Linked DNA regions of Mus musculus: all the other regions are linked to region 1. A link is a contact called in public Hi-C and HiChIP or PLAC-seq data. All regions are on one chromosome and are shown on one strand. The core of a region is the stretch at or near the end of the contact, and the rest is flanking DNA. Distances in the headings are between cores, read along the strand shown.

Region 1 (5,416 bases), core at 2,173-4,672:
AAACACTTATTACAGAGTGTGCATAATGATAAGAAGGAGAATCAATGAAGTAATAGGCCAATACCAGTCTTAATGAAAAAACGGTTATAGTGTTAATATTTATTCCTTAGTGTAGTAAAGAAGAAAGACTGAAGGGCATCTTTTATATGGTGCATGTGTGATATGACACACCTATGGAATTTGATAATTTAATTTGTCTTCAGCTTGGATTACTTCTCTAGAACCAAGAATGCTGTCAATATTATACCATTGCTTGACATTTCTACTCAAAAATTTAAAAAATACATTGAAATATTATCTGAATGAGGGAACAGACTCACTTTTAGGCACGAATACAAACACAGAGAAACCATAATTCTGGTGCAGTGTATCCACCTAATTAAGACTAATGAGGCAACATAAAATTTAATGTATGATGAATTTTATATGTCCAGTCATTAGAGCTGTACAAGCTGTTTGTGAGAGTTGATCTTTGGGGACTTTCTCCACAGGCATTCCTCAGGAGGCTGGGTGAAGCCTGGATATGCTTCTAGAAAAGCCAACACAAGGGCATCCGTGAAGACTCAGTGTTCAGTTTCGATCCTGCACAGTTGGACCCAGAAGGCAATAAAGTCAGACTTGTTCATGTTTTGGAAAAGTTCTTCCAGCTAACAAAGCATGGGTTTAGGGGCATCAAAGCTAATAACCAATGACCAAAGAATTAGTCTCATACTGAGGTATACTGATTCCTATGGACACTTAGGGTCTTACTGATGCACAGGAATTAATGAAGGCCTAAGTAAGACAGCTGTGCTAGAATTTGAAAAGAGCCTAGCTGAAGGCATTGAGATTCAAGAAAAAAGGAATTAGTTGCTACCAATATGGAAGTTAGAGATTTCATAACTTCTATGAATATACACACCACACTAAATTATAGCTACTATTTGCTGAATTTCTCAGGTGATGGGCAATTGGCTAAGGTGCAAGGTGAATTTTGTTTGGTCCTTACAACAGTTTGTTGACTTTACTATCCTTACTTTGTTTGAAAGAAGCAGGAGCAGTGGAAGAGAGCGTAAGAACACTATCAGTCTGTGTCCAGCTAGAATTAGAACATAGACCCAAAATGGCATCTTGTCTAGAGAGATGGGTTTATGGTTTTATAAGAACGCAAGAGAATTTTGATACATATAGGCCAGGATCCTGCTTGTATACAGTGTCACAAAATGATAATAACAAATGTATTGTGATTCTTTAAAAGTAGAAATCAAAAGCTTTCTTACCTATGTCACTTTGTCCCAAGACTTTTTTATAAATGGAGTTCAAAATTGTAGCCTGTTAGGTATGAAGCCTTCCTGCTTTATAGACTGGGGGTTTAATTTAATTATCTGCTTAGTGACACACAGGCTTTGTTAAAAAAAAAACAACTTTGTGAGAGCTCAAATTTAGATAGAGACTTCTGGATCTTGTTGGTCTCAAGGGATGATGATTCAGATTCACTGTGAGATGGTTCAGGCTAAGGATGAAGCCCAGATCTCCATAGAAGGCAGTGGCCAAACCAGCTAACTAACACACTGACCACAGTTCAGCACTGTGGGAATTTCAAAATCAATGCTTAAAAGAATTAAATACATTCTCCTCTATTTTTCACTCATTCCTGTTCTATCTTAACTCCTCACATTCTTCTTTAGGGCCTGACTTGACAAATCCCCAAATGACAAAGATTAAGAGGGTACCTGTGTTAATTATGAAGTAGCAGAGCTGGAGATCGATGCAGGCAGTTTAGAAGTGACTCCCACATCCTCAGTTCTGTGTCTCCCTGTGTCTGTAACTTGGGAGAGTTTCTTTCCATCCGTAAACGTCATAACATTTGGTCTCACTTGTGTGGTGACCGTGAAGCTGGAACTTGTCCTCCAAATAAGGCAAACTGAAAAACGTGCTTAGCTTATAGATGAGCACACCCTTTGTTCAGTGGCCCTTATGGATGGAGTTCTAGGTTACAGTCATAGGAAGTGCATCACATATATGCAATACATCCAACACTTAATGACCTACTTTTGTAAATTATGGATTGGTTCAAATATGTACTATTTAGTGAATAAAAACTATTTGTTTTATGATAGTGAATTTATAGGATTGCATACTTCAGTGCCAATGTGGAAAACTCTAAATCAACTGGTTTGTTTGTTTGTTTGTTTGTTTATTTAGTATCATAATACAGTATTTAAAGATGACCCACTTTGCTTTAAAAGTGTATAAGCTCTAAGGCATCTCAGTGTACTTGGGACTGTGTTACCTGTTCTTCTCTTCAAATTACTGTCTGCATGATTGTCACTGTCTCCCGGTTCCACAAAGAACTCCTTGATGACATTTATCAGCCTCCGTTTTTAGACATGATTTCATTAAAAGCCATTCTCCTATAGTCGTTGTGCTCTCTCTGTTTAATGTGGTCTGTAGAGTTCATCAGATGTATGTGTTAATGGCATCAGCTGGGTTCAGGTTTCACTATAGCTGAACCTCTCTATTGTTAATCACTTAGCTAACATATGTCAATATCATAGTATGGAATGACACTCTCTGCAGCTCCTTTATATTCCTGTCACTGCCCTTTCTGAAAGATTAGAAAAGTATCGATTATCATTGTTAATTCAGAAGTGGTGGGTATGTGTTGGCTTCCCCTCACTAGAATACAACAGCACTCAACTTGGGTTAGAACCTTTCAACTTGCTCAGCCTTTTTTAGTGATTTTTTCTTCAGTCCTTCCTTTTCTCTCTTCGTTTGCTACTTTCACATGCAAAAACCAGGGGCTTGCAATTCCAAAAGAGGAGAGATGTTTATATCTTTCTACTTCAAGTCACATCCAACATTTCTCATCTTGAAGTGGCACAGCTAGGAGTAATCTTTGTTTGCTTTCTGCAGTGTTATCGCTCCCTGGGGACACACAGGGAGTCTAAGACTGGGTGGGAAAATGTTGTAGATTTGTACAGGATGTATATTGCACTTTAGAATTTTTGGCATACTGAGATAATTTTGATCCTCATATCTTATATTTGGTGTCCTTTGATAGCTTAGAGTTGAATAAAGTCTCTCTCTCTCTCTCTCTCTCTCTCTCTCTCTCTCTCTCTCTCTCTCTCATTCTTACTCTGTCCTCTTTAAGTCTGATGTCATTGTAAACAGAAAGATGAGGGCCTAATATTGAAGGGCTGCTAGCTTCAGGGTGAGTGGTGGGCTCAGCAGAGTGTGATGGTAGAGAGTCATTCCACTTCAAGGAGGATACTGCCCAATTTTTTAAACTTAATAGGATTAGTCATGGGAACTATTTTTAGCAGAAGTTCAACTTTATCCATGTATTTTAATGTGGGAAAATTGTGTCCTTTTCCCTCTGCTAATGTTTGATGTATTCCAGCCCTCCTGTGAGTGTGTTTGAGTATCTTAGGGGATCTGGAGTGGAGGAGAACTTCCTCTCAGATTCTCTCTGTTTTCTTTCGGGAAAATGACATTCCAAAGCTGTTTCACTTTCTGACAGGAAGTGGAGCCTTGCCAAAAATGATTAAAGTCCAAGAAAACATAACAGCCCCAAAGCTGCCGCAGTTCTTTAGGAGCCCAAGTTTGACATTGTGTCAAACAAACATGAAATATTGTTTAATAAATTTGAATAATACAGAGATAGGGGAAAATCATTCTTGGCTTATAGCAGTAGTGCTTTGTATTGAGTATGTAAAAGACTACCTACTCCTAACAAATTGAAATTAATACGTGAATACTCTTGTGTAAAGTTATCCCAGCTTGTGACTTCCTCTGTTATACTAGTTATCTATAAGAGGGAAAAAAAACTTGTCTGAATTATGTGTAAGTTCAAACAATTATGCATAGTGTTCAGGGAAATAACTCTGATAGTGCAATCCACCCCTCTCGTAGTACATAGTTTTCAAGAAAATATAAAAGGTACACAGTGGATTCATTGATAAATTCATTTATAACAAAAGAGTTTTATTAAAAGGGGTTAGATAATAACTTAAACTTAAGTTGATATTTGGAAAAATAAACCACCAAAACTTTATACAATTTCACTATATTCCCACCCAAGATAATTATGACCTTCCTCTATCAAATAAAGCTAAAAAAGAAAAAAAAACCCATAAACTTCTCTTATTAAAAAACTAACACCTCTTTTTTTTTAAAAAAAAAAAAGGAAAAGTTTAAAATACTGGACTTAAAACACACCTGAAAACTTAATCCTTATATTAAAAATTCTTATTTCTGTTATCTTTGATGTTACTATTCCAGGTGTATATTTGAAATATATGTTTTAATGAAAACTATTCAGTAATTTCTGTACTCACAGACACTCAACAAATCCCACAATTCATGATCACTATTTAGACATGTTAAATTGATTAGAGAAGTCATTCACTGTCATTGGGTACCATTTGTCACTTCATAAACAGCTGCAGTGTGCTGCCTCCAAATGCAGAAGGACCAACAAATAAATCACATCAAATGGTGGGAGTAGATGCTATCCTTTCATCTATAATTGGTATAGCCCTTTTCTGTCACATTTGCTCATTCTTATGATTCTAGTGTGGATTGACAGACAGGGAAAGGGCAGCCTCTGTCAAAGATGTTCAGAGAGTGTGTGTTCGGGTGATGTACCTGCTAATAGATATCCATCATAATATTACATTAATGTCACCATGCATCAAACATACAACTTACCCATCTAGGTATCTGATGTTAGACCCATAAGGATCTGTTCCCACAGGAAATAAGCTCTTAGCTTTGACAGGAAATTGATAGATGTCAAAGCAAAAACATGATTTACAGATACAAAGGAAAATAAGTGTACATTGCACATACCATTCCAGTGTGTGTAACTATAAAATTAGAAAGTTTAATTTCAGACACTATAATAAATATATATAGAATGGGATTTTTTTGCTAATTTCAATATACAATTCATTTTTAAGCAATTTTTTTCTTTTCTTATTAAACTAAAAGTAGCCACTGTTACAATTAATGCTTGGTATTATGTCCTAGATTAAGACTTTAATGAAAATCTGCTTTCTTGGAGGTCAAAACTCTTTCACCCTGCAATATCTATGTGTTTTTAGTGCATGTGTTCATGTATATATGCATACCACCATACACAGAGGCTTCTGTATATATTATGCAATAGAGTCATACCAACATTAAAAATTAACATAAATTAATGAAGACAATATACTTTCATAATGTCAAGTCTTTAAACACTGTGCACTTTGGGGAAATAGAAATGGCCCATGGTTGTTGCTGAACTGTCTCTCCTACATTGTGATCAACTTTGAGAAGATAATGTTTGTATCCACTCAACTAACTGGAAACTCATGTTGGAGAAGCTGTGTTATTTTTTTCAATCTGAATTTGCATGTGCTATCTCATTGTATTTCCATTGAATCATGAT
Region 2 (5,416 bases), core at 994-3,493, 420 kb before region 1:
GTAAGGCATCTCCAACCTTTGTTCACAGCTTAACAAAACTGTGCCGTCACACCACTTTAGTTCAACAGTGCCTGTCGAATGGGCATCAACAGATCAGCCAATGCCTGTCATACACGGAGCTTGAAGACTGCTTGAAAGCAAGGGTTTATTCGACCCCCAAGTCTAGCTGGAAAGAGAAGAGGATTTTAAATCATCTGGTAAAGACACCAGGCTTCCCCCATCCCCCCTCCCGCCGCCCTTCTCCAAAGTTTAAAACTGTAGAGAAGAATGGGGAAACGTGCATCTGTTTTATAGACATAAAGCAGAAAAACACGTACTCTGCCAAAGATAGAAAAAAAATTTTATATTTATTTTCATTGTGAAAACAAGTTTTGCAACTATAGAATTCTTCTTAAAGTGGTATTCTCAATAGGAAAATAAAAAAAAAAAAAGAAAGAAAGAAACATTCTCACGGTTTTAAGATTTTCGCCTTGTTTTGGGGCCTTTAAACAAACTCTGTCATCAGGATAGAAGGGAATTATTTGACAAAGAGAATTGGCAACTCCTTGCTATTCACAGGAGTGTCTCTTCGAACATATGTTTGTTACGTGTCTGTTTGGGTTGACCAAAATGCATTTTGCATTTACAGGCTCCTGGTTTCTGGTCTCTATGAACATTTAATCTGCTTCAGAAGAGAAAGGCAGCAAAGAGACAAATATTGTTCATGGTCCCACAAGTTAACAATTTGGGAGCAGGGGAAAGAAAGAGAGTGAAAGAAAGAAGCGCAAACCTTCTCATTTTCTTCTAGAACACCGATCATGAGATTTGGCCTTCGAGCTCTGCTAAGTACCGAGGAGATGCCTCAGATAATTAAGTGCACCCACTCCTCTTTAGGCATCCAATCAGAGTAAGCAAACGTGAACCTAGGCAGGGCTGAGGGGCCCTAGTGGTGGGAGGTGTTCTGAATCTAGACCTTTCCTGCTCCTTCTGGAGTTTCAGGTGCTACTGACATTGGCCCAGGAGGGGCTGGGGTTCCCCAACACTCAAGCTGAAAATCTTTCCCTTTCTCCCAGCCTCTCCCCCTCTCTGTCAGACTCGGCTGCTGTCAGTTTGCTGCCTGTACGTTGGCTGTCTCTTCTCTAGTCTCTACCCTGTGAGTTTCTGGCCTGCCAATTTCAACTTGAAGCTTGACTGGGCTGATTTGATGCAAATACCTCCAGGGAAAACCCTGAAACTGATGAACAGTTATGTCAAGTCGATTTTGCACCATCGGGAAAAGGTAACCTCTGTGAGAAAAAAAAAAACAACAAGGTTAAAGAGACAAGGGCTTTTCACGTGTAATACCTCCGCTGCACAGCTCGCTCACTGTTTACCGTCCCTCAGAAATTGTAACTGTCAGAATTAGTCCTAATTGCAGATGCGAAAGCTGCCATTATAATAAAAACAGAGGCAGTGCAGGCATTAAATGTAGCAGCCTAATTTGTGAGACTACAGAAAAGGTAGAGTAAATGAATATTTCATTACTTTAATTACCAGGGACTACTCCTTTCTTGCTGTCTTATGATAAGTGTTGCTGTAACTAGCAACAGCAAACATCCACTAAAACATAAAGTGCAATAATCGTCCTGCTGTCAGGATCACCACTTTAAAATACGAGCAGGAGAAAAAATATAATGGTTTATCTATTTCTTAGAGATTGCAGAAGTAGAAGACGGAAATTCATTTAACATCGGGGGAAAAAATGCACACACAAAGGCACCAACAAACAGGGTTTAGTCAGAGAATAATGGCTCTAACAGAGAGAAGAGAAATTTCATTGACTATCCATCTGAAATGCTGGCCCTAAAACAATGCTAGGAAGCAAGAAAGTAGTATGTATCGTGTTTGGATGTTTTTAAGGCAACATTTTTTTGTTGTTTCGTGTTGCACGACGCAATCATCTGAACATTAGAAAATGACGCTCAAATCACTGGAGAGAACACATGAGGAAAGGAAGCCGTTTTCTGAGCGATTAAGTAAAAGTGGAGAAGGTTCGAGTTGGCAAAAGTTTAGCTCCAGTTTAGTTTCATTGAAAAAGACCAGATAAAGCCTGCCAGAAAAAGGACTTTGCCTGTAACCCGAATACCGGTTCCTAAGACTTAGGGAGGGGCAATAATCAGTCACCCCTGACACCTCGGAAAAACCTTGCCCACCTCTCTACACTGTCAACTTCAAGTGTGGGGGAGGGGAAGAAGGTGGACCTGGGAGTGGGGGTGTGGCTGAGGAGGTCGCTGAGACTGGTTGAAGCCAGCCTGTCTCTGCATTTATCACTTTGTCCCGGAGGAGGTGTTTGTTCAACATAGCAGTTTGACAGCACAAAAACACTGTGGCCAGGAACCCTATCAAAGAACCTACTGGCACATATCATTTGTGGCCTGGGATTCATGGAGCAAGGCTACCTCACTCTTTATCTGCACAAGTATAAAGTACTATACACCTCTAAGTATTTAGTGTAGCTTAAAGGTCTCCCTCCCCCTTTCTCCTAAACACTATAAACACCACTTTAAAGTATTATCTTCAGTTAGGATTCCAGAATGCTGAGTTTCTTTTCTTTTCTTTTCTTTTCTTTTCTTTTCTTTTCTTTTCTTTTCTTTTCTTTTCTTTTCTTTTCTTTTTTTTTCCTTTCCTTTCCTTTCCTTTCCTTTCCCATAATAACTTGCAATAAATCTAGGATAATCTATATTAAGGTAGGCACTATTTAAGGAAAACAGCTTAAAAGCATAAAGCAAGTAATTTATCCTACACAATACACTTAAGCGTAGATTATTAGATACAAGCAAATTCAGTAAGCCTCGGGTAGCACAGAGAACATCTTTCTCTCCTGAAATCTGACTGCAGAAGTCTACATCAACTCTTCCTATCTATGCTTTTTGTTTAAATGGGTCTCATTTATGGGGTAGGTCTTCTTTAGAGTAAGGCTAAAGAGAAAAAGACCCAGAGTTAGGACCCTAGTATGCATTCGTGTTTGGGTGTATAGGAGTGTGCAGATGGGTTGGATTTAGTTTTCACATTTTTGTTAGCAGAGCAAAGGTGATGGGAAATCTTTAGGGGGTAACCATCTTGCTTCTAGATATTTCTCCCTTAATGGGACTTTTTGTTATGAAAACACAGCCGACTGAGTTCTTTCTATGTAAACCTCACCTCTTACAACTGAGAAATCTCATGATGTGAAACACTTCCATTGATGTGCTTGGGTGTTGAAAATAGAAACAGGTACTTCCAAGAATAGGCCAATTGCAAAGTTTCCTTGATTACAGCTACTTGGATATGCAAGAGAATATAAATACAATTTAAGCTAGCAAGGAGTGAAAGCTGTATGCTGAATTCGTGGATCACGTGGGCACTGGCTGCTTGAAATGTACTCACTTGTATATGAGGGGAACAAAATCTCAGATCTACATAGCATGTTTTAATTTGTTGATTTGTTACCGGTTACTTATCTGGGGGAGAGGGAGTGGCTACTTCCTTGTTAGAAACACTTTTTCTTCTTCTCTAGGATTAATTAAGAAACACGAAACAGTCTGTAAGGAACAAAAACCTGATATTCTTTCATTTAAGCAATGTAGCTATTGCTGGTTTTTATGTGGAATGTGTCTTGTTGTCATGGAAAATCGTTCTGGGTAATTACGTACTCTCAAAAGAAAGAAATCACTTTACTGGAGACTTAGATTCATGCCTTCCTTTAGGTTAAGTTGAGTAAACTGACCAACTCTGTATTCGTTATATGATAGAAGGAATACCTTCATACAAATGAGATGTAAAAAATTAACTTCAAAGAATTCAAGTTAAGAATTCAACCTTTCCCAGTTTATACTACAACAAAAGTAAAAATGATTCCCGGATACACAAAGATGGAGAAGAAGCCCAAAATGGGAGTTATACTAGAATGGATTCTTTGACCTATTGATTGAGAAGTTATCTGAGTAGTAATTTTGTAGTTAAAATAGGAGAAGTAACTCGAATATGTACAGTAATGGTCCTGTCTCACCTTCTTTACCAGAATGGCAGCTTCAAGTCTCAGTGTTTCAACCCAGCTCGGTAAGGGAAATAACTGCAAGCAAGGGTGAACCATTCTGATGACTGCATCCCTCAGTCAAAAAATGAAAGCAAAGTTTCAGTCAGGTCTTTTTGGACATGTTTTCTCCTCCCTACACTATATGTCAGAGTCCTTGCTTTCCTGAGTCTGGCTTCTGAAAGCCCACAGTAATGTCTAAGCAGGTCTGCGGTGCCCCCTGTTCCTGGGCATGGCTTTATCAGCGCTCATACTTTCTTGGGTCACAAACACCACGGTTATCTGAGGAAACATAGGTCATCTTCCTTCTCCTTTCTCTGTTCAGCTCCTGTAACTTTCCTCTCAGAAGCCTTTAAAAAAAAAAAATCGGCAGCTACTGTTGCTCAGAAGAGACAAAGTTTAACTTCTGGGTTGGCAATTGGAGAATAATTCATGAGCAGATTTCTAGCAAATGATATGATTTGTTAAATTTTGGTCTTTGATTTATATTTATGTACTCCTGCTACTGCTATAAGGTGGTGCCAGCCTCAATTAGATCATGAATGAGATCATTTTAATTCAGCCCCAAACTGTGACCTGACCATGCTCCGAAAGTGTTCAAAAAGTAATTGTAAGCCTCCTTTTGCTTTGAAAAGGAATACTGCATGCTTGGTCGTTCATACAAATAACATAAAACTTAATTATTGGATGATTTGGCAGAGCATCTTCTTGCCAAACAACAGTCAATGCCAGCTACTGTGACTCTGGCGCTGGGCAGGCCCCAGCCCACAGCCCCCTTGTGTATGGGTGTTTGTTCATTGTGTCTTAGGGCAAGATATTTCAAATGGGATTCATGGATCTAGGACGCAGGGTGTAACCCAAAGGGTGTACTGTATTTATAACTCCAGTTAAAAAATGCTGTCTCACCTAGAAGGGAAGTAGATCTGCGCTGTCAAATCACCAGGAGGCTGTGACAAAGGGAGCTTGCAGCCTGACACACGGTGTAACGACATAGCAAACACCTTTAATTCTGTCATGTCTCATACCCTTTACTTTCTCACACATTTATGGCTGCTCGAACGTTGACACCTACACGCTCTTTGAAACTAAAAAAGGCGATCTTATTTAAGCCCAAATGCAACACCTGTAAAGTTATTCTTGTGCCCAACAACAACAACAAAAAAAATAACCATTAACCCCTTCCTCATAAAAACCTCTCTGCTTGCTTTGGAAAGTCTCAAGCTGCTGCCCGAGGGCCTGACTCTGAGGTTCACATGACCTCTCTAGCTTTGACAGATAGGCAAGACCTTCCCACTGCCATGATGCTAGGACTGAGATAATGTAACTGTCCGATTGGCCTTTGCAGCTTTTCAAGTTGAAGCCCCTTTCTTCCTCACAAACTTCTGG
Region 3 (5,416 bases), core at 1,373-3,872, 330 kb before region 1:
AACATTGCCATCATTGAAACCAGTAAACCCATCATAAATGCACAAAAACTTAAAAAGGGTTCTCTTATTAGATATTTTTTGCCTAATTGGCCTTGGACCAACTATTGAAACCAGATATTGCTTTAAGAACCAAAAATTTTTGTTCCCAATGTCTAAATAGAATCTCCTATGAGAAATCTTAAAAAAAAAGAGTAATTTGCAAATAAATTTACCTGCTGAATTTGTGCCTGGAGCCTCCTGTCTTTACCTAATTCATTTTTGGCTCTTGCTTAGCTCTAGCCATGGTGACACACTGAGAAATTCATGCCAAGTCCTTGTGGGTTGCTGGAACAGCTTTGCACAAGGCCATGGTATGCAAGTGAGGACAGAACAAGCCCCCAGGTTTGGGTCCTACTCAGTAGGGGTTACTCAGATTTGGTCCATGGCAGTTCGAGAAGACCCATTGTGTAGCTGGCTAATTGGTTCTGTTAGCCTGTTACCATTACAGGGATCCAGAAAGGCAAATTGGTCTCTCTCCACATTCAGAGCTGGGTTTTTAACACATTAGTAGTCCTGGATTGAGAGTTCAGGATCCATTAATTTGATACTAAAATGTGGATCTGCCTTGTGCCTTTCGAGGTAGATTTACAAATCTTGTAGTGTCTAAAGGTTTACAACTGTATGCAAAGCTTGAAGAGATCTGAGTAGGTAAAGCAGGTAGAAGGAGATGTCACGCTACTCAGAAAACATTTCTGTTTTCTTGTCCAAATGTCTTTTGGCAGGCAGGTCTGTTTTGGGCTTCCTGAATTTCTTGCCTGGTGATCTGCAGGGTAATTGCATTCCAAAAGATAGCCCAGGCTGCCTTCTTTCTCAAGCTGGATTTGTTCCTGTGTGATAGATACTGCTGTCCCCAGCCTCCTTGGGGGGGCAGTGGTAGTTGTCTCTTATCAGGTGGTTTAACTCAGGGAGAATTCACTGTGAGTGAATTAATTTCCACTCTAGCTTCCCCTAAGAAACAAAGTACCTAGTTTCTTTAAAAGAGGATGTCCGGCATTATTTGGAAAAGGATGCTTTTGACTGTTAGCCTGTCCTTATTTTTACTGCAAGTGTGAAAACATTTCATATAGCAGGGTTGCTATGTGCCTGATGGTCCCAGCTTCTGAACACTTTGACCTCACTCATTTGGTTCTTTAAAATGAAATGTTTCTTTGCCCATTTTTTTTCTGTCTCAGCTCTCTCTCTTATTTTTGAATCTACGTACGCTTTAGGATTTGCTAGAAGAACAAAATAAATTTTGAACAAAGGGGAGGGAGGATGAAACCGAAGGAAGTTGTGAAAAATAGCCCCTTCTTTCCAAACTGATTTAGAAGGGCTGTGATTAGTCCTGTTCTGCTGGAGGCGACTTCGGTTTTCATTCAGTGGCTCCAGTTCGTTTGTACCTGATGTCACTGGTGCTGAGGTCAAGGGCTTGACTTCACAGTCGCTGCTGCACATTTTCCCAAGAGCGTATGGAGGGCTAACACGGTCACTGGAGAGTAATGCAGGTCCTCAAAGGGACCAGGGGCACGCAAGTCGAAGCTGACATTCCAGTCCTACTTTCGTCATTCCTTACATCAGAACAGAAGGTGCCACTTAAAATGTGAGCTCTTCACTCCCTGCATCTCTGTCTCCTCATCTGTTCAACAGAGATAAGATTTCCCCCTTTTCTACCTTACCAGGATCTGTGAAGATTAGATACTGGCTGTAAAGTCCTTACACAAAGGTACTGGCCTTATTCTAAACAAGATTAGTCAACAGATGGGGGGGGGGGGGAGGTGGGACTCTCTCCCCAGTGGATTGCCTAATACCTTTGAACTGGTACTAGGAGTTAGCTGCCCATTTCTCCCAGTTTGGTTGGTTGGGGAAAGTTAGGTGTGAGTGGTTGGCTTCCCTATTTATTTATAAAGTTAAAAAATTGTTTGATAGTGAAAGTTTGCATTAATAAAAATAGAGTGTGCTTTGAATCTAAAACAGGTTTTATTTGAAAAGAAGGTGTAGGGGAGGTCTCTAGGAACATATGTGCCACTGAGGGCTATTTGCATATATTTGATCTGCAAGCATGCTCCAGTGATTTCCACAGTATACCTTGGAGTTTTAAGTTGTAGCAAAGAGCTGCTGCAATGGCACGGCAATACAGTCGCTCTCTCCAGCTTTATTGTGCCATACAGCGACAACTTCATTTTTAGCGTTAAAAAAAAAAGTCCTCTTCACTTAATTCAGACAGTGACCTGCAGGCCTCATTCTGACTGAAGGAGCCATTCAGAATACTTGCAGACAAAAGCCGGGCTTTTTCCTAGCAACCAGATCAAAGCCAGATCTCCCAGAATAGCTCCCGCCCAGGTTTCCTTTGGCGCTTAGGTTCACAAGGATTTTGAGTCTCATGGTATCCAGTTCAAACTGCTTTTTTCAAACTGAAATGGAAAGGAAAACTCCCGAGGAATTTTAGTAGCCTCGGAAAGCTGGCGAGTGTTGCCACGCCACTTAATCTTGGGAGAACGTGGTGGTCGTTGGAAGCATCTCTAAGTTGGTTATCGCCTACATCTGCATGTACCTTCTGCCTGGCTCCCAGAGAATGGTCGCTCTGTTTCCTCTCTGCCGGTACCTAATATCAGCTATGCCCAGGAGCCGCCTGATGAAGACTTCCTGTTTGTTTTGAGTCATTCTTGGGGTGATAAATATACTTGAGCTTTCTGCTTAGAGAAGAAAGAAACCAGCTGCCCTGAACTGAAGAGAAAAAATGCAGAAATTCACTGAATGGCCCTGTTATCATAGACTTTCAAGGGCGGCCTAAAAATGAGAACTGTAAGACTGGACAAAGTAAATAATTTCCATACTGAAGCCTCTCACCAGAGGCTTAGACCCAAGCTGTTTGTCTTTAATCATTTGGGCAAACCATACATTTTTCACTCTTCTAAGAACAACAGCATTGTTTAGAAATTTTGTAAAATGTAAACTTACACTACAGAGTAATGGTGAGCTATATAAATAAGCAATTACAGTTGTGGTTTTTTGATCTGACCACAAGCTTTTAATGCCATTTGTGTATGAACATATAGTGCTTCTGGGTAAACAATAATGTTTATCCTGTTGGGTCATCCACTGCTCTAGTGAGCCATTTGCATACATGATTGTTTGGATTGTAGACTAGCCCAAGAACAAAAGAATATTATAAAATTACTTCAAGCAAGAATGACAGGAAATCCTTTATAGCTCAAATATCACTTCTTAAATAAAGCTGTGGAATTTTTGTCCTGTTTTCATCTCACTTTTGTTTCTGAATAGGTTTGAATTTGGTGACCAGAGCATCCTAAGGGGGAAGTTTTTACCTGTGGTCCTGAGACTTCAAGTTTTTTTGTTTTGTTTTGTTTTTTTTAAATCTGAATGTCCTCTCCACCATCTTTTGATGTTTGTTTTCAGTTCAGTATGGATTTCTAAGAGTTGTGTCAGACTCTGCCTTCCATGTGCTCAGAGTGAATCGCACACTTCTTTCTAAGAAGCTACAGTCTCTGAATGTGATTTCAGTAGTAGAAGAAAAGTTTACTAAGAATCTAGGCTATGTCTTCCAGGCCAGCAGAAAGGAAATGCTTAATTAGTACAATTCAAATTGAAGTTACCATTCAACCTCATGGTGTCAAGTGAATGATGCAGGTATCTAGGCAGGGTAGGGTACTTGTCCTTGTGACTAGGTATATCGACCATAAAACTGCACTTGAATCGTTGAGTATGAAGTGTCCCTAACCTGCTGCAGTCGCTGATGGAATGACTAGAACATAAACATAGTGTTTCTTGGAGGAGAGAATTACAATATTACAAGTTCGCTGGAGACAGGATTCAAAGCTCAAGGTAGAAAAAAATGAAATGACATTGACCACTCATAAAAGATTGACCATGTTGTATTTATATATTTAGGAACATAGATATGAATTATATATATATATGTATATATATATATACATATATATATATATATATATATATATATATATATATATATCCCATATATATATAACAATAACTAATGAAAACAGGGCCACAAATTTGAAAAAGAAGAAGGAGGGGTATATGGGTTTGAAGGGAGGAAAGAAAAGGGGAAAATAATGTAATTATAATCTCAAAACATAAAAGAAATAATAAAAATGTTAAAAGAAATAAATGGTAACTTGACTTGGGTGGAACCTGTCACTTAAGAAGTGTGAAATATACTCTAGTTTTCAGTGCTATTTAATGACAAGCATTAAGGAGTGAAGCAAAACTCTCATGCTTCCATTGATACTACACATGCCAATCATGGTTGCTTTCTCAGCACCAGTATTTGCTTAGACCTGGCCAAATGAACAGTGACTGAGGTAGCACGTTTGTGAGCTTACCTTAAGGAGATGAGCAAATTTGAGGGAGTTCACCCACTTTCTAAGCAGTACACATGTCTTCATATTGGAATCAAAACCTAATAATCATATTTTATAGAAGTGTATGGCTCTACTAGTTACAAGATATCTTCCCTGGCGACCCTTCCTGGAACCATTGAGTGTATCTAAGTGGGAAGAGCAGATGACATTCTGCCCTGCCCTGGTGGCTATGCCTGAAGCAAGGCTCTTCCTTTGGAAGTAGAGATGATTCCACACACTGTGTAATAACATTTCAAGGGAATTTCCTATGGCATACAGGTAGCAAGGGAATATTTCTGAGTGTGGTATCTTGTAGCAGCTGAAGATAGTGGGTCCCATAGCAATGAACTCAGAATGTCCTCAAACTTGTCATGACACCCAATTTCTGATCCCAAGAGTTCCCGAAAAGTTCTTTTTTAATAGATGGGGAACTGGCGTGAGGTATTTTGGTTCATTTGCTGGTTGTGCAAAGGCTTTGAAGAAAAAAAATATTTTATTAGAAGAAATAAGGGTGGGAGAGGGAGGGTTTTTCACACCCATTTTCACACCTTCTGAGGTGATGAGTCCAGCCCTCACAAAGCAAAATGGCAGGTTTCACACTAAACCCACCCAGACAAATTCTTGTAGTACCTACTCATTTATCTCTTCAAGAATAAGAAGGCACCAAGGGAGCTGCAGAGAAGGGCCCCCCTCTGCTTGGCTTTACCCCGTTGTCTACTTGGGACTCCTTCAGCATGCCATCTATGTATGGGTTTTTCAGAAGATTCTGGCTCTAGAGTTAATTTTACCAACTGGTCTCCAAGCTTGTGCTTCTTAGATTCTCTTGGCTGCCTTTTTTTTTTCTCATCCTAAGCTGCTCATTGGTATGAATCTGATTTGTTTCCCACCATCTTACACCTTTCAGAATGGCTCATTTGGTCCCAATGTGTAGATACAGAATGCTGTCAGTGTACTCAGGCTCAGAGATTACGCAGGATCACACCTGAGAGCCAAATAATTCTAAAACATGACCA
Region 4 (5,416 bases), core at 1,477-3,976, 260 kb after region 1:
GTTTGTAGAATCATGCAAACCTAACAAACCGGTAAGAGAGCACAGAAAGAGAAACCAGAAACAGAGTGCTGTTTTCCCATTCCCAATCCTAGATCCTCTACCACTTCATTGGCTCCATTTTATAGGTTGAAATAACTGGCTTGGAAGAGGTAATGCCTGTCAGCTGCTCACAATGCAGAATCTTGAAAAGGTCAGCGTAGTAGCAGTATGACAGGCCATGTAAGTCATTATGTGCCTTAGACCTCATTTGTAAGTAGAACAAGAATGAGAGCAAATTCATGTAAACTCTGCCAGAAGACCTTTGAAAATGTGTTAGTTATATTGAAAGCTAGGCTTTTCTGTCTGTCTAGAAAGACAGATAGATGTATCCTTACAGTCTACTTACCTGAGCAGAAAAAAAAAAAAAAAAAAAAAAAAGGCAAATGCTTTTGCTTGCTAGTTAAGGAAAAGACATTGGAGGCTGAGCAAGGGTGTTTTGGGAGAAAATACAAAATAAAAGATACAAAATAAAAGATGTGAACAGGTACCCTGTGTTTTTAGGAGTTGGCTAGTGTCAGTTAGACAGCATTTCCTGTTCAGGAAAACATCCTAAGATTTCCAGTATTGTGAATTTTTCAAGTAACAGGGCAGATAAAACCAAGAGAGTGGATACTTAGCATGTCCTAGCTCTATTGTAAGATGGAGGCTCACTGTAGAAATTTGTGTGGCAACGCAATGTATAGTAAATCTTTCTATAGGCAAGGACCATTTTGTTTGTTTGCTTGCTTGCTTGCCTGGTTTTAATGAAAACTCTGTATCGTCTTCATTCATTAGCACCAGAACACTGCTGCAAATCTCAGGGCACAGGGCAGGTAACAGAGTGGTGAAAGGGTTAAGTACCCATCCTGCCTTCCCAGTACGCCCCCTCGCATACTGCATCACAGTTCCTAATGGTAAAATCTATTAGGATGCACAATATTCTCCCAAGGGATAAGGAGAAGTCCTGTCATTTGAGATATTTAAAACTGTGGTGGAGAAAGCACCAGAGACTTGTGAGTGCCTGTGCTCCAACCCTTAGGACAGAATGCGTGACCTAATGGGTGCTTTCCACGCCTTAATGTCTCTGACTCTCCGTGTGTTTTAATAGCTACCTCATTTTTAAGTAGATGAGCAACACACTATTTTTTTTTAATGGAAATTTAGTTTGGCCTATAAAGTGTCAGGACAGAGGTGACAAGACAAACCACAAGGGAACGGAGGGAGCCTCGTGGAAACTTAATTGATTTGGAGAAAGGTTGAGCAAACACAACAGCATATTAGAATTTAGCAAATACTTCAACTTTTTTTTTCAAATGTTTTCAGTTCACGAAAACCCAAAACACATTTGGCTAAACACTTTTTCCTTAATTTCCAAGCCCATGTGTATTTCAAGGGAAATTTAATCCATGTGTTTCTGATTCATTTACACTTAGCTCATCAAAATGTGGTTTCGTAAGACCCATTTGATGTCTAAGAACCCTTGTGAGCTTTTTCATAAACTTTTTTTTTTCCTTTTAACCAGGAAGTTAGATTTTGCCAAGAGTCAGTGAAACTTCAACCTGAAAGACTTGGTTTTCTTTCAAATCTTAAAATCCTTAAAGCTGGTGGCAGTTAATGAGCAGGAGTGGGGAGCTTCAGGTCACATGGCCTTTGTTATTTTGAATAGCCTATCAATTCAAATGGCTTGAACCCCCTAGTTTATTGTAGAAAATGCCAAATTCTTGAAAATCATGTAGGAATCACAAGAGAATATAATATTTCCCTGTAGTCTGATAATGGTTCACTAATGTGCCTCTGGGTAATCAGGGCATTAATACCAGGGTTACCTCAGAGACAACCATAAAGAAATGACTCTAGAGATGTGTAGATTGATCATTTTTCTGCATTAAAAGAAAGATAACAGCCTTTTGCCAAATGCTTGTTGCCCTATGTACAGAACTGTTTGTGAAATCAGGAATGAGATAAAACCCTTCAGTGAATGTGCTGATTCAGGTGCACATAGTCGCCTATCTCATAGCTGCTGTTCCAAAGAGCATCTGGGGTAAGAATCACGCATCCGGCCCATCCGTCAAGAGCCTGTGAGCAAGCCAGCAGTGTTTGCACCTGCAGGATGAATTACAGCTTTGTTGAGTGTGGGAAGCTACATAATAAGACACCAGAGTGTTTCTTTCCTCTTACCCCCACCACCATTGCTCCTCGGTGTTTTTGCTTTGTCTTTACCGCCCCGCGTCTCCACCTTTAGACAATCACCGCCAAGATAATGGAGCAAATGTGGCACATTCATCCAAGGATGGGTTGACACAGAGTACACATTGCTTTCATTTGGTTGTTCTTTGGATGAATTCTTCCTTGAGAACAAGATAATGAAAACCATACGGTCATTGAACACAGGAATCTGCGTCACTTTGTTCCCTTGCAACCCGTTTCATTTCACAAAGGCGGGTCCGTCCCCGTGTTGCCTCCAGTCGGAGATCCCAGCCAGCTGGAATCCTGCCCTCTGCAGGCTTGCCCAAATCAGGGAGTGTTGTCATTGAGTTTCTGAGGTTCACCTGAATGACAGAAGCTGTGGGAATGTGGCAGGCCTTGCCAACCTTCTGCATCTCTAAAGCAAAGTGTCCTTTTTAGAATTTGCGTGCATTGTGCTCTGTAACCTTTATTGTGGGAGCTAAAAGATGAGTCAGGATGAGAAGTCAAGAACTGGGCTGTCTTAAGAGCTCTCTCATTGATTAAGAGCATGTACCACACTGAAGACTGAAACTGGGTTCCCAGTGTCCACATCTGGTGACTCAGTCAGTTTTAAATAGAACTTCAGAGAACCCTAAACCCTTACACTTTTGTCCCCCATGGACACATACACAACGCGTGCGAGTACATACACACTGGAGCACATACGTTCCTACACACGCATATACTTTAAAATAACAATATTTTGGTGTTTTAGTCTCATAACTATTATTGATTCTTTATGAATTTCACATCGTGCACCCAAATGCCACTCATTTCCCAGGCCTTCTATATCCACCCTCCACCTTTGCAATATCACCCCCCCCTTCGTCCTTCCCATGGGGAAGAAAACAAAACAAAACAAAGCAAAGTTTTGCCATGGAATCTGCCGTGAGTCACAGTGTGCCACACCCCTTCGCCCAAACAGCTTTACTTGCTAATGCTCATTACAATGAGTCATTGGTCTGGTTCGAGGCCTCTGGCTGCACCATCAATACAGGTTGATCCTCACCAGGACTTCTCTCATATATCTTGTTGCCCTGTGTCATGGAGATCCTGCAGGTTTGGTTCTGCCTTCACGCTCTCCAGTAGCACATAGATCCGGCAGTAGATGTTGGAGCCCTAGATTTGGGCCTGGCTAGTAAATGAGTTTGCCAACCTACCCCCTCTCTCTGGTGGCCATACCACCAGCGCCAGCTCTCCTAAACTCGCCAGCTCTTCCACGCTTATGCCATCAGGGCTAGCTCTTCGGTGCTGCTCAGGCAGAAGGGCTTTCCTGTGTGCTATAGCAATCAAGGAGTAGGGCCAGCTCAGAAAGGCCCTGGGACATCAACATGGCTTCAGGCGGCAGCTCAGAGGACATATGTCTTCATGGTCTTTGGTGATAACATCGACCACAGACACGTAAACACCTACACCAGAGCTAGAGACCCAGACATGGTCCTTTGCTGCAGAAGGGACCGGTCATCACCCTGGCCTCAAGTGGCAACACAGGCCTCTCTTATAAGGCTGTCCCTCACTGCTGTGAGTCTCGAGTTCTGTCTCTTCATAGTAGTACACGGTCTACTCTGCTTCTTTCTCCCCCATCTCGTTACCACTTGCTTATCTAGTGGCGCTTGGACTCTGAGCATCTTTCACTGGCCGGTGCCTAAATGGGGCAGCAGGTGGCCCATTCAATATAATTTAAAAATTTAGAAAGATTTTAAACTTTCATTGACCTCAAGCTTTGAATCGGTGCCTGAAAGACGGTATTATAGAGGCTATAGATGGTTTCTACTTCTTTTCTAGGTGTAATTTTCAGTCTCAGGAATAATTTGTAACTACAACGGCAAGCTCAAATGGCAGGTGTGAATTGAAGGTAAGGAACCATTTGCTGCTTCAAACTCCCTAACTGTGAATGGAGAGGCTGAAAACAATGAAAACACACATGTGATCTTTGACTTTGAGTAAACGACATTGCTCTTAACCTAGTAGTTTGCCATTTATTTTATCCAGACTCCAAAGCAGTATTGTAAAGTGTGTAAATTCATTTCAAGAATACAAAGGTAAAAAAACAAAAACAAAAAACAAAACACGTTTTGTTTTGAAACAAAAACAGGTTTTTTTTTTTTTTTTTCCTTAAAATTGGCCAAGAAGACTCTTCTGCCTTAATGGAACTCCAGAAAGCCACTTATGATTTAGATCTCACCTCATGACCTTTCTCAAAAATATTGAATTCAGAATCAAGCCTATATTCAATTGTAAAACGTTTCTCTTGTACATCTTTACAAAGCTGGAGAAACAGTATCAGGTTATTTGGCACTACAAATACACTTTACTTTTAATTAGAAATATTTCTCATGGGGCTGGGGAGATGACTCAAAGTGTGAGATCACTTGCTGGACAGGCATGATGAGCTGAGTTCAAATCCCCAGGCATCATATAAGAAATCAGATGTAGGTATGACCATAGACACCTCTACTCTAGTACTGTTGTAAGAATAAAGGGTATTTCTCTGTCTTGATGCCTGTTATTCTAGTTTCCTGTTCAGAGATCCTGTATCAAATGAAATAGTCACAGGTAATAGAGTAGGGTACCTCTCACCTTCGCATGACTACAGGCGTGTGGGCACTAACACTTGCATGTGTGTATAAATCATATATCACATGCACACATAAAATAAATATTTGTCATTATTGACAAACTCAGAAAAACATTGCCTAATGTCGAATTGTTGTTTTCATTTACTGTAAGTGCAAGCCAAACTGATTAGTGAGAATATATGGGGCTGGAGAGATATCTCTTTGGTGAAGAGCACCTACTACTATGATTTTACCATATAAGATTTTACCACCACTCATGTGGTGGTTCACACCCACACTTAAGACTAGCTCCAGGTTTGACACCCTTTTCTGACCTTCATGGTGTCTTGGTTACTGTTGTATTATTGTGAAGATACAGTATGAACAAGATAACTCTCGTAAAAGGAAGCATTTAATTGGGGGCTTGAGCACAGTCTTAAAGGGTAAGTCCATGGCCATCATAGTGGAAAGGAGAAAGGCAAGGTGCTGGAGCACATCTAAGAGATTATGCCCTGATCCACAGGTAGCAGGCAGAGAAATACTGGGCTAGGCATGAGCTTTTAAAGCTTAAGTCACCCTCTGGTCTTATACTTCCTTCAGTACCACACCTCTTC

The links. Hi-C and Micro-C count contacts between places; a contact is called where the count stands out from the background. HiChIP or PLAC-seq counts read pairs in DNA pulled down with a chosen protein or histone mark.
Region 2: an H3K27ac HiChIP or PLAC-seq map of heart atrium shows a contact between it and region 1, with 5 read pairs. The contact joins two enhancer-like sites. A contact is called at or near these places in 4 of 115 datasets of contacts at active chromatin or transcription factors (craniofacial prominence, heart atrium, neural tube and 1 more).
Region 3: a Hi-C map of uterus shows a contact between it and region 1. The contact joins two enhancer-like sites. A contact is called at or near these places in 2 of 484 Hi-C or Micro-C datasets (both in uterus).
Region 4: a contact with region 1 is called in a Hi-C map of adipose-derived mesenchymal stem cells, with 1.8 times the contacts expected there. The contact joins two enhancer-like sites. A contact is called at or near these places in 1 of 484 Hi-C or Micro-C datasets (adipose-derived mesenchymal stem cells) and 1 of 115 datasets of contacts at active chromatin or transcription factors (fibro-adipogenic progenitors).

The regions. Positions count from the first base shown.
Region 1 is chr2:45,511,564-45,516,979 of GRCm38.p6, forward strand. No RefSeq gene overlaps it. Among named protein-coding and RNA genes, the nearest start is that of Gm30792, 24 kb to the right of the region's middle. Within about 2 kb of position 3,423, at least 41 of the 459 cell types and tissues checked have an H3K27ac peak or open chromatin away from gene starts, as enhancers often do. A contact at or near this core is called in adipose-derived mesenchymal stem cells, fibro-adipogenic progenitors, heart atrium and 1 more, where this site is marked.
Region 2 is chr2:45,095,933-45,101,348 of GRCm38.p6, forward strand. The region is part of intron 2 of Zeb2 (zinc finger E-box binding homeobox 2); the gene reads right to left. Among named protein-coding and RNA genes, the nearest start is that of Zeb2os, 12 kb to the right of the region's middle. Within about 2 kb of position 2,244, at least 26 of the 459 cell types and tissues checked have an H3K27ac peak or open chromatin away from gene starts, as enhancers often do. A contact at or near this core is called in heart atrium, where this site is marked.
Region 3 is chr2:45,182,724-45,188,139 of GRCm38.p6, forward strand. No RefSeq gene overlaps it. Among named protein-coding and RNA genes, the nearest start is that of Gm28643, 53 kb to the left of the region's middle. Within about 2 kb of position 2,623, at least 86 of the 459 cell types and tissues checked have an H3K27ac peak or open chromatin away from gene starts, as enhancers often do. A contact at or near this core is called in uterus, where this site is marked.
Region 4 is chr2:45,774,480-45,779,895 of GRCm38.p6, forward strand. No RefSeq gene overlaps it. Among named protein-coding and RNA genes, the nearest start is that of 1700019E08Rik, 81 kb to the left of the region's middle. Within about 2 kb of position 2,727, at least 72 of the 459 cell types and tissues checked have an H3K27ac peak or open chromatin away from gene starts, as enhancers often do. A contact at or near this core is called in adipose-derived mesenchymal stem cells and fibro-adipogenic progenitors, where this site is marked.